Regions from separate parts of the Macaca mulatta genome. Here region 2 is linked to region 1. Evidence: chromatin contacts called from public Hi-C data. All regions are on one chromosome and are shown on one strand. Each heading gives the region's core, a stretch centred on a gene start, on an enhancer-like site or on the middle of the called end of the contact. The rest is flanking DNA. Distances are from core to core; before and after follow the strand shown.

Region 1 (4,166 bases), core at 1,237-3,736:
CCAACGATGAAACCCCGTCTCTACTAAAAATACAAAAGATTAGCCCAGCATGATGGCAGGTGCCTGTAATCCCAGCTACTCGGGAGGCTGAGGCAGGAGAATTGCTTGAATCCGGGAGGCGGAGGTTTCAGTGAGCCAAGATTGCACCACTGCACTCCAGCCTGAGGGACAAGAGCAAGACTTCGTCTCAAAACAAACAAAAAAAACAAAACAAGCAGGTTAAGCAGATTCAGGCAGGAGGCCATTCTGCATAAGGTAGTCTGAGAAGGTCTCTGTCATAAGGTGACATTTAAGAGACCTGAATTGAATGAAATATTGGGGACAAGTGTTTCAGGCAAAGTGAACAGCAAGTACAAAGGCCTTGAGGCAGGAAGAAATATGGCAAGTTCAAGGAATAGCTCTCAGGCTAGTGTGGCTAAGGCAGGTCCAGCATGGTAGTGATAGATGTGGGTGGGGAGGGAGATAGGAACCAGATTGAACAGGGCTTCTATGGATTTGGTTCTGAACAAATGGCATGATCTGATTTATGCTTACAAAGATTTCCTGGATACTCTGTGGAAAACAGACTAGGGAGGAGGAACGGAGGAGGTGGAAGCAGGGTGATCAATTAGTATCTGCTATATAATCCAGGGCAAGATGATGGTGGCTTGATCGAGGATGGTTACGTCAGAGTTGGTGAATTTTGATGTTTTGAAGGTAGCACAGACAAAGCTGGCTGAGGGCTTGCAAATGGCATTTGAGAGTAAGAGAAGCACATCAAGGACACCTTTTAGATTCTGGGGAACTGAATGAACAAGAGTATCACTCTCCGAAGGAGGTAAGAATGGGAGTGGAGCATAAGGAGTGTAAGGAGTAGGTTGCTGGGGGCAAGATGTATTGTGTTTGAGATGCCAGTAAAATAAGCAGTTGAATTTGGAGGTCAGGGAAGAGATTTGGGCTGGAGACAGATCAGTGATCAGCATATGGATATTATAAATCACTCAGAGGGAGTGTAGACACAAAAGAACATCATGGACTACGGCCGGGGCCTTCAACAACTTGGGAAGAAGTCCAGAGAGGAGACAGAAATGGCCAGTGAAGTGAGGAAGATCAGAAGGATCTGGTGTCCAGGAAGTGAGGAAAGTTGATTCTGTATGATCACAACCAAAGTGTCAACTCATATGCCTTCATTTTCTCATCTGTGAAATGGACACCGTAACACCACCTACTTCATGGCGCATAGTAAACTCTCAAAATAAGGTAGCTACTGTTATTCCCTGCTGGTTGGCTGCCAGAGCCCACAGCTTCCCTATCCACATTACTGACAGCACCTCCATGAGTCTTTCTCCGGGATGAGGAGTCTCTGCTCACTCAGGGTCTGAGGCCTCTGGGTCAAATCGAGGTCAAGTGGCTTCAGTGCTTAAGTCTCTGACCCACACAGCCTTCATCCCTTATTTGCAAATCAACAAAGGGTAAACCTGTGGCAAAATGCGGGTTTTGGAGCCACAATTCTGCCTCTTGCCAGCTGTGGGCTCTTAGGCAAGTTTCTTAATCTTCCGGGGCCCCACTCTATGACATGGGGAGAACTCCTACTTCATGGGACCGTGTGTAGCCCAGTGTAGACTGTAACGCCGGCTGCTCTCCTGCACGCTGGCCTGGGAGTTAGAGGCTTCTTGCTGCTCTCCTCCTCAAAGTATACAGGACTCCCACCACACACACACCTGAAACCAAGCTGGTCTGGTCGGCGAACCCCTTATAGCCCAGGTTCCCCGATGGGGAGGCACAGAAGTGGCAACCTGTCCACTTTCTTTGCCGCAGGACCCCTCGTTAAGCAGCGGGGGCCAGCCGGGCTGAGTTAGGGAGGGGGTTTCGAACTTGCCACCTCTCGCCCGACGTCGAAGCCCGTTTCCTGGGTAACCTTTTTCTGCCTCTCTTCCTTGCCCATCAAGGCCCACTGGCCGGAACGCCGCCGCGGCCCCAACCACCCCACCCAACCACCCGCCTGCTGTCCTCTCCGTTCTCTCCGCCGCCGCGCTGCAGGCCCAGGCTCGCACCCGAGTCCCTTCACACCCCAGGAAGTGGCGCGGCCTGTTGAGGGCAGCGTGGAGGAGGAAGAGAAGGCGCGGCTCAACGCGACCGAAGCTCCGCCGCAAAGGCTCAGGAGGAAGAGGGCGGTGCGCGGCCAAACGTCGGAGCTCGAGTCAGACTCCGGGTACCCCGCGAGGCCGCCCCGCCCGCTGCCCACCCTCCCGAGGCCCCGCCCAGCGCGCCCGTCCCGCCACGGGCTGCCCCGCCTTCCCGCCCTCGTCCCGAAAACCCCGCGCCCGGCCCCGCCCCCGCCTCCGCCGGGGCCCCGCCCCTCCCCGCCCGCGCCTGGGGCGCCCTCTCGCCGCTCCCAGGTCGGGCCGGCCGGAGGAGTCTCAGCTCTCAGCCGCTCTCCCCCTGGCGCCGCGCTTGCCCGCCCTCCCTCCGGGCCCTCCCCCGGTCGCCGCTGTGGGGCAGCGCCTGGCGGGCGGCCCGCGGGCGGGTCGCCTCCCCTCCTGTAGCCCACACCCTTCTTAAAGCGGCGGCGGGAAGATGAGGTTTCGGGAGCCGCTCCTGGGCGGCAGCGCCGCGATGCCTGGCGCGTCGCTGCAGCGGGCCTGCCGCCTGCTCGTGGCCGTCTGCGCTCTGCACCTTGGCGTCACCCTAGTTTACTACCTGGCTGGCCGCGACCTGAGCCGCTTGCCCCAGCTGGTCGGAGTCTCCACATCGCTGCAGGGCGGCTCGAACGGTGCCGCCGCCATCGGGCAGCCCTCCGGGGAACTCGGGACCAGAGGGGCCCGGCCGCCGCCTCCTCTAGGCGCCTCCTCCCAGCCGCGCCCGGCTGGCGACTCCAGCCCAGTCGCGGCTTCTGGCCCCGGCCCCGCGAGCAACTTGACCTCGGTCCCAGTGCCCCAGACCACCTCGCTGCCGCTGCCCGCCTGCCCTGAGGAGTCCCCGCTGCTCGGTAAGGACTCGGGTCGGCGCCAGTCCGAGGATTGAGACTCCCCCGGATTTCCCCGACAGGATCCCCCAGACATTCCCTCAGGCTGGCTCTTTGGCTCTTCTACGGGAGCCAGCCTCCCTGTTCTGGATTAGAGTTTTAAATCCCAGAGGCTCGGGACTGGATGGGAGAGAAGGGTTGGGAAGTGGGTCCCTGGGGAGTCATGTAGGCGGCTTGGGGCCGGGACCGCCCAGGGAAGTCCCGAGGCCCCTCTAGCCCCAGAACCAGAGGCGGCCTTGGAGACTTCCCTGCTCTGGCCCGAGGCTCAGGAAGTTTCGGAGTTTGGATCTGCTTAGGGCTTGGAGCAGCCTTGCACTAAAAACTCTGGTAGGGACCTCGAGTAATCCACTCCCTCTTGGGGACTGACGTGAGGCTCCCGGTGGGGAAGGAGACTGACCTCTCGGTTCACGTGTCTTGCCACAGAGCCACTCTCCTGAGAGTGGGGTTTTCTCCTGATCGTTTGTGCCAAGTGACTTCTCTGTGAACCTCAGGTTTCTCTTCTGGGATAATAAATGGTCACCCTTTCAAGGGGTTGTTTTGGAAGATTATGTGAACAATGTAAATAAGGGCTTAATTAATGAGGGTAAGCCCTCAGTAAATTGTCACTGTGTGTTCATTTCTTCCTCTGTGTGGATCGTCACCGAGAGCCCTTCCCTCTAGCCTCCTCCCGGTATGGGTACCCAAAACCTAGGTGAGCAGGAATCTCTCCCAAGGGCAGAGAGCTTGTGTGCTCCAGGGGCTAGAGGGCTAAAATATAACTAGTCAACACCACGTTGCCCATTTCGGGTACTTCCGGCAGCAGGCTGAGTCTCAATTATTTTGCCCAGATGATCTGAACTCTGACCTCTAGCCTCTGTTTCAGCTTAGGCAGATAGCTTGAGTAGGTGGGTTTGCATTCCTCATAGCAGGAGGCTGCGCCTAGTCGGGACTTCTCTTTGACCTGTAACCTACAGGCCCACAGGCCCAAGGCAACTACCGGTTGCTTCCAGGGTTACCACACAGGTCCTCTCTCATTTCTAATGCCAGGTTTTAGAGAATTGTTGTGAGTGAGGGGCCCTGGCAGGCAGGATGACATCTTGTCGACAGGAGTTTTCTGTCACTTTCCCACAGAGCCCTGGCTACTACATACTCTTGCTCAATTTTGCCAATAATTGCGTCAATG
Region 2 (3,740 bases), core at 46-2,545, 82 kb after region 1:
CACTGTTGTGCTCTCCAGCCCGGGCGACGGTGCGAGATTTAGATTCCATCTCAAAAAAAAAAAAAAAAAAAAAAAAGAGCCACCTTTCCAAACCAGTGCTTTTTCTTTCCTTTTTTTTTTTTTTTTTTTCCCCGCTTTTCTTACTAGAATCTGATCACCACTACTTTTCTTTTCTTCTTTCGAGACGGAGTTTTGCTCTCCTCGCCCAGGCTGGAGTGCAATGGTGCAATCTCGGCTCACTGCAACCTTCACCTGTCAAGTTGAAACGATTCTCCTGCCACAGCCTCCCGAGTAGCTGAGATTACAGGCGCCCCCGCCACCAAGCCTGGCTAATTTTTTGTATTTTTAGTAGAGACAGGGTTTCACCATGTTGCCCTGGCTGGTCTCGAACTCCTGACCTCAGGTAATCCACCCTGCCTCGGCCTCCCTCCCAAAGCGCGCGCTGGGAGTACAGACGTGAGCCACTGCGCTCCACCCCAGCGCTTTTCTTGTTCAGCTCATTTGTGAGCTGTATGACGCCCAGAGTTTTTTGTTTTTTTTTTTTTTTTTTTTGAGACGTTGAGTTCTTGTTTTCTAGGCTGGAGTGCAATGGCGCGATCTCGGCTTACTGCAACCTCTGCCTCCTGGGTTCAAGCGATTCTCCTGCCTCAGCCTCCTGAGTAGGGATTGCAGCCATGCGCCACTACGCCCGGCTAAGTTTGTATTTTTAGTAGAGACGGGGTTTCTCCATGTTGGTCAGGCTGGTCTCGAACTCCCGACGTCAGGTGATCGCCTGCCTCGGCCTTCCAAAGTGTTGGGATTACAAGCTTGAGCCACCGCGCCCGGCCCTGGCCTACCTTTTTTTTTTTTTTTTTTTTTTTTTTTTGAGACGGAGTCTCTGTCGCCCAGGCTGGAGTGCAGTGGCCGAATCTCAGCTCACTGCAAGCTCCGCCTCCCTGATTTACGCCATTCTCCTGCCTCAGCCTCCCGAGTAGCTGGGACTACAGGCGCCGCCACCTCGCCCGGCTAGTTTTTTGTATTTTTTTAGTAGAGACGGGGTTTCACCGTGTTAGCCACGATGGTCTCGATCTCCTGACCTCGTAATCCGCCCGTCTCGGCCTCCCAAATTGCTGGGATTACAGGCTTGAGCCACCCTGGCCTACTTTTAAACAGTCTTCCTCCTGGAGCTTATTTCTCTGGGGCAGAGGCATAAACTCCGCCTCTGACAGCCCCTGAGGGCCCCGCCCCTACGCGCACTTCGCCTTCTTTTTGTTCACTCTATCTCCAGGGCGGGAGCCAGATGCCGACCCAAGCGGAAGTGACGTTAGGCGTCCGCCGGAGGTGTCGTTGGTGTGTTGTGCGACCGGCCTTGAAGAAGAACTGGGGCCTGCTCCCGGAGAAATACAGCTATGTCGATCGAAATCGAATCTTCGGAGTGAGTCCTGCGGTGGAGATGTTCCCGCCGTGCCGGGGGCCCAGAGGTTAAGGGTGTGGGGCGGAAGATACTCGGGGGAAGGCATCCGAGAGGCTAGGGAATGGAGGGCCATTTCCTTGCCCCCAAAGAAGCATCTTGGATCTGGCTATCTCGGAGGTGGGCCCACAGGAAAGTAGCAGCTCTCAGACGAGAAGCCCAAAGCCTCGAGGGAGGTGGCATGGGGTGGGGAAAACACACCTTGCAGACCAGAGTTCTGTCCTTGGCCGACTGCTGACGCTCTGTGATTGACCAAATTAAGGATCCACTCTGGACTCCAGTCTAATTGAATCTGCACACGGGGATAGGTCTCTTTTAAGCCTTGCTTCTCTCCCTGTCGAGCTTATGCAATGTGATTTATTGTCTCTGTGCACATACGGCCCCTTTGCTTTCCTCTGCCTAGCATTTATCACTCATTGTTGTCACTGTTTGATAACCTCACCCCAAACTAGCTTTGTCGGTGCCTAGGAGCTCCTTTTCCTTGTGGTCTCAGTGTCTTGCGTACCTTAGAGGAAGAGTTAATTGCTTTTGGAATGGATGAACAACTAGCTTTTGGAATGAATGAACAAGTCTCAGGCCTGATCTGGCACTGAATTTTGGTTTGTCTGTGAGCTCTCTGTAACCGCAAAGGAGAGGCAGACTCTGGAGACTGGGCTAGAAAGAAAAATTTTCAGGGAATAGGGAATGAGAAGTAGTGACTAAAGAAGACTTTAGTGTGCTTTTCCAGAACTCCATCCTCCACCTGTCCTTGCCAATACTTAATAATAATTAAATTAACAGACATAACTGTTGTGTTCTGAGTGTAAGGGAGGGAGAGGACCTTTTTTGGAGACTTGACTTTTTTTATTTTGAGATGGAGTTTCGCTCTTGTTTCCCAGGCTGGAGTGCAATGGCGCGATCTCGGCTCACTGCAATCTCTGCCTCCCGGGTTCAAGCGATTCTCCTGCCTCAGCCTCCCTAGTAGCTGGAATTACAGGCATGTGCCACCACGCCTGGCTAATTTTGTATTTTTAGTAGAGACGGAGTTTCTCCATGTTGGTCAGACTGGTCTCGAACTCCCGACCTCAGGTGATCCGCCCGCCTCGGCCTCCCAAAGTGCTGGCATTACAGGCATGAACCACCACGCCCGGCTTTTGGAGACTTCATAGGAGGAAGGGAGGTTTATACATTCGGCAAATACTGAAATGATGTTAACCAACTTGTCCAAGGTCACATAACTTTGATTCAAATCCCAGACTGTCTTCAAAGCTTTTAACTCATTATGCATTCATTCGTGTTTGAAGGTAGGGAATTTGATTTTGTCTGTGTCAAATGTGAGGTGTTTGAGGAGAGAGATGACTTATTTTGGGAGTGTAAAATGGAAGTCAATGGAAATGTGCTAAGGAAGATAGTATCATACCAGAATAACAGGGGTCTAAGTCTGGAGACCTGCATACCTCATAAAGGGTCCATGAGAGAAAAAGATACTTACAGTAGCAGCAATCAGTTCTCTTTTATAGTTGTTTTTAAGAAGAGGGGCCAGGTGCGGTGGCTCACACCTGTAATCCCAACACTTTGGGAAGCTGAGACGGGTGGATCACTTGAGCCCAGGAGTTTGAGACAGCATGGTCAACATGGCAAAACCACGTTTCTACAAATACAACAATTAGCCAGTGTGGTGGTGCGTGCCTGTGGTCTCAGCTACTCGGGAGGCTGAGGTGAGAGGATCACTTGATCCCAGGAAGTCGAGGCTGCAGTGAGCCATGATCCCGCCACCATTCTTTCCAGCCTGAGTGAATGGGCGTGAGACCCTTTCTCAAAAAAAAAAAAAAGAAGAGGGTGTTTGCTTTCTTCTCAGGAATATATGCTCAAGAGCCACACTGCCAGTTTGAGTCCTGGTTTTTCCACTTACTATCTCTATTATCTGATCAAATTCTCATCTGTAAATTGGGAAGTAAACTTACCTCATAGGCTTTATTTTATTTATTTTTTGAGACAGGGTCTTGCTCTCTTTCCCAGGCTAGAGTGCAGTGGCATGATCACGGCTCACTGCAGCCTCAACCTTACGGATACAAGCGATCCTCCCACCCTAGCTTCCAAATAGCTGGGACCACAAGCACACACTATCATGCCTAGCTAATTTTTTTTTTTTTTTTTTTTTTTTTGTAGAGAAGGGGTCTCCTTGTGTTGCCCATGCTGCTCTTGAACTCCTGGGCTCAAGGGATCCTCCCACATCAACATCCCAAGTAGCTGGGACTACAGGCACGTGCTACCATGTTTGGCTAATTAAAGAAATTTGTAGAGATGGAGT

Evidence for each region. A called contact is a pair of places that touch in the nucleus more often than the background predicts.
Region 2: a Hi-C map of blood shows a contact between it and region 1, with 3 times the contacts expected there. The contact joins the promoter of SMU1 here to the promoter of B4GALT1 in region 1. A contact is called at or near these places in 3 of 14 Hi-C or Micro-C datasets (blood, fetal cortex germinal zone and liver).

The regions. Positions count from the first base shown.
Region 1 is chr15:66,213,200-66,217,365 of T2T-MMU8v2.0, forward strand. It overlaps B4GALT1 (beta-1,4-galactosyltransferase 1), which reads left to right and starts at 2,487. Exons shown (of 6, transcript NM_001258145.1): 1 at 2,487-2,968. The coding sequence starts at 2,557. LOC144334681 (a long non-coding RNA gene) reads left to right here. Exons shown (of 2, transcript XR_013404802.1): 2 at 1-2,166.
Region 2 is chr15:66,296,253-66,299,992 of T2T-MMU8v2.0, forward strand. It overlaps SMU1 (SMU1 DNA replication regulator and spliceosomal factor), which reads left to right and starts at 1,296. Exons shown (of 12, transcript NM_001265906.1): 1 at 1,296-1,414. The coding sequence starts at 1,389.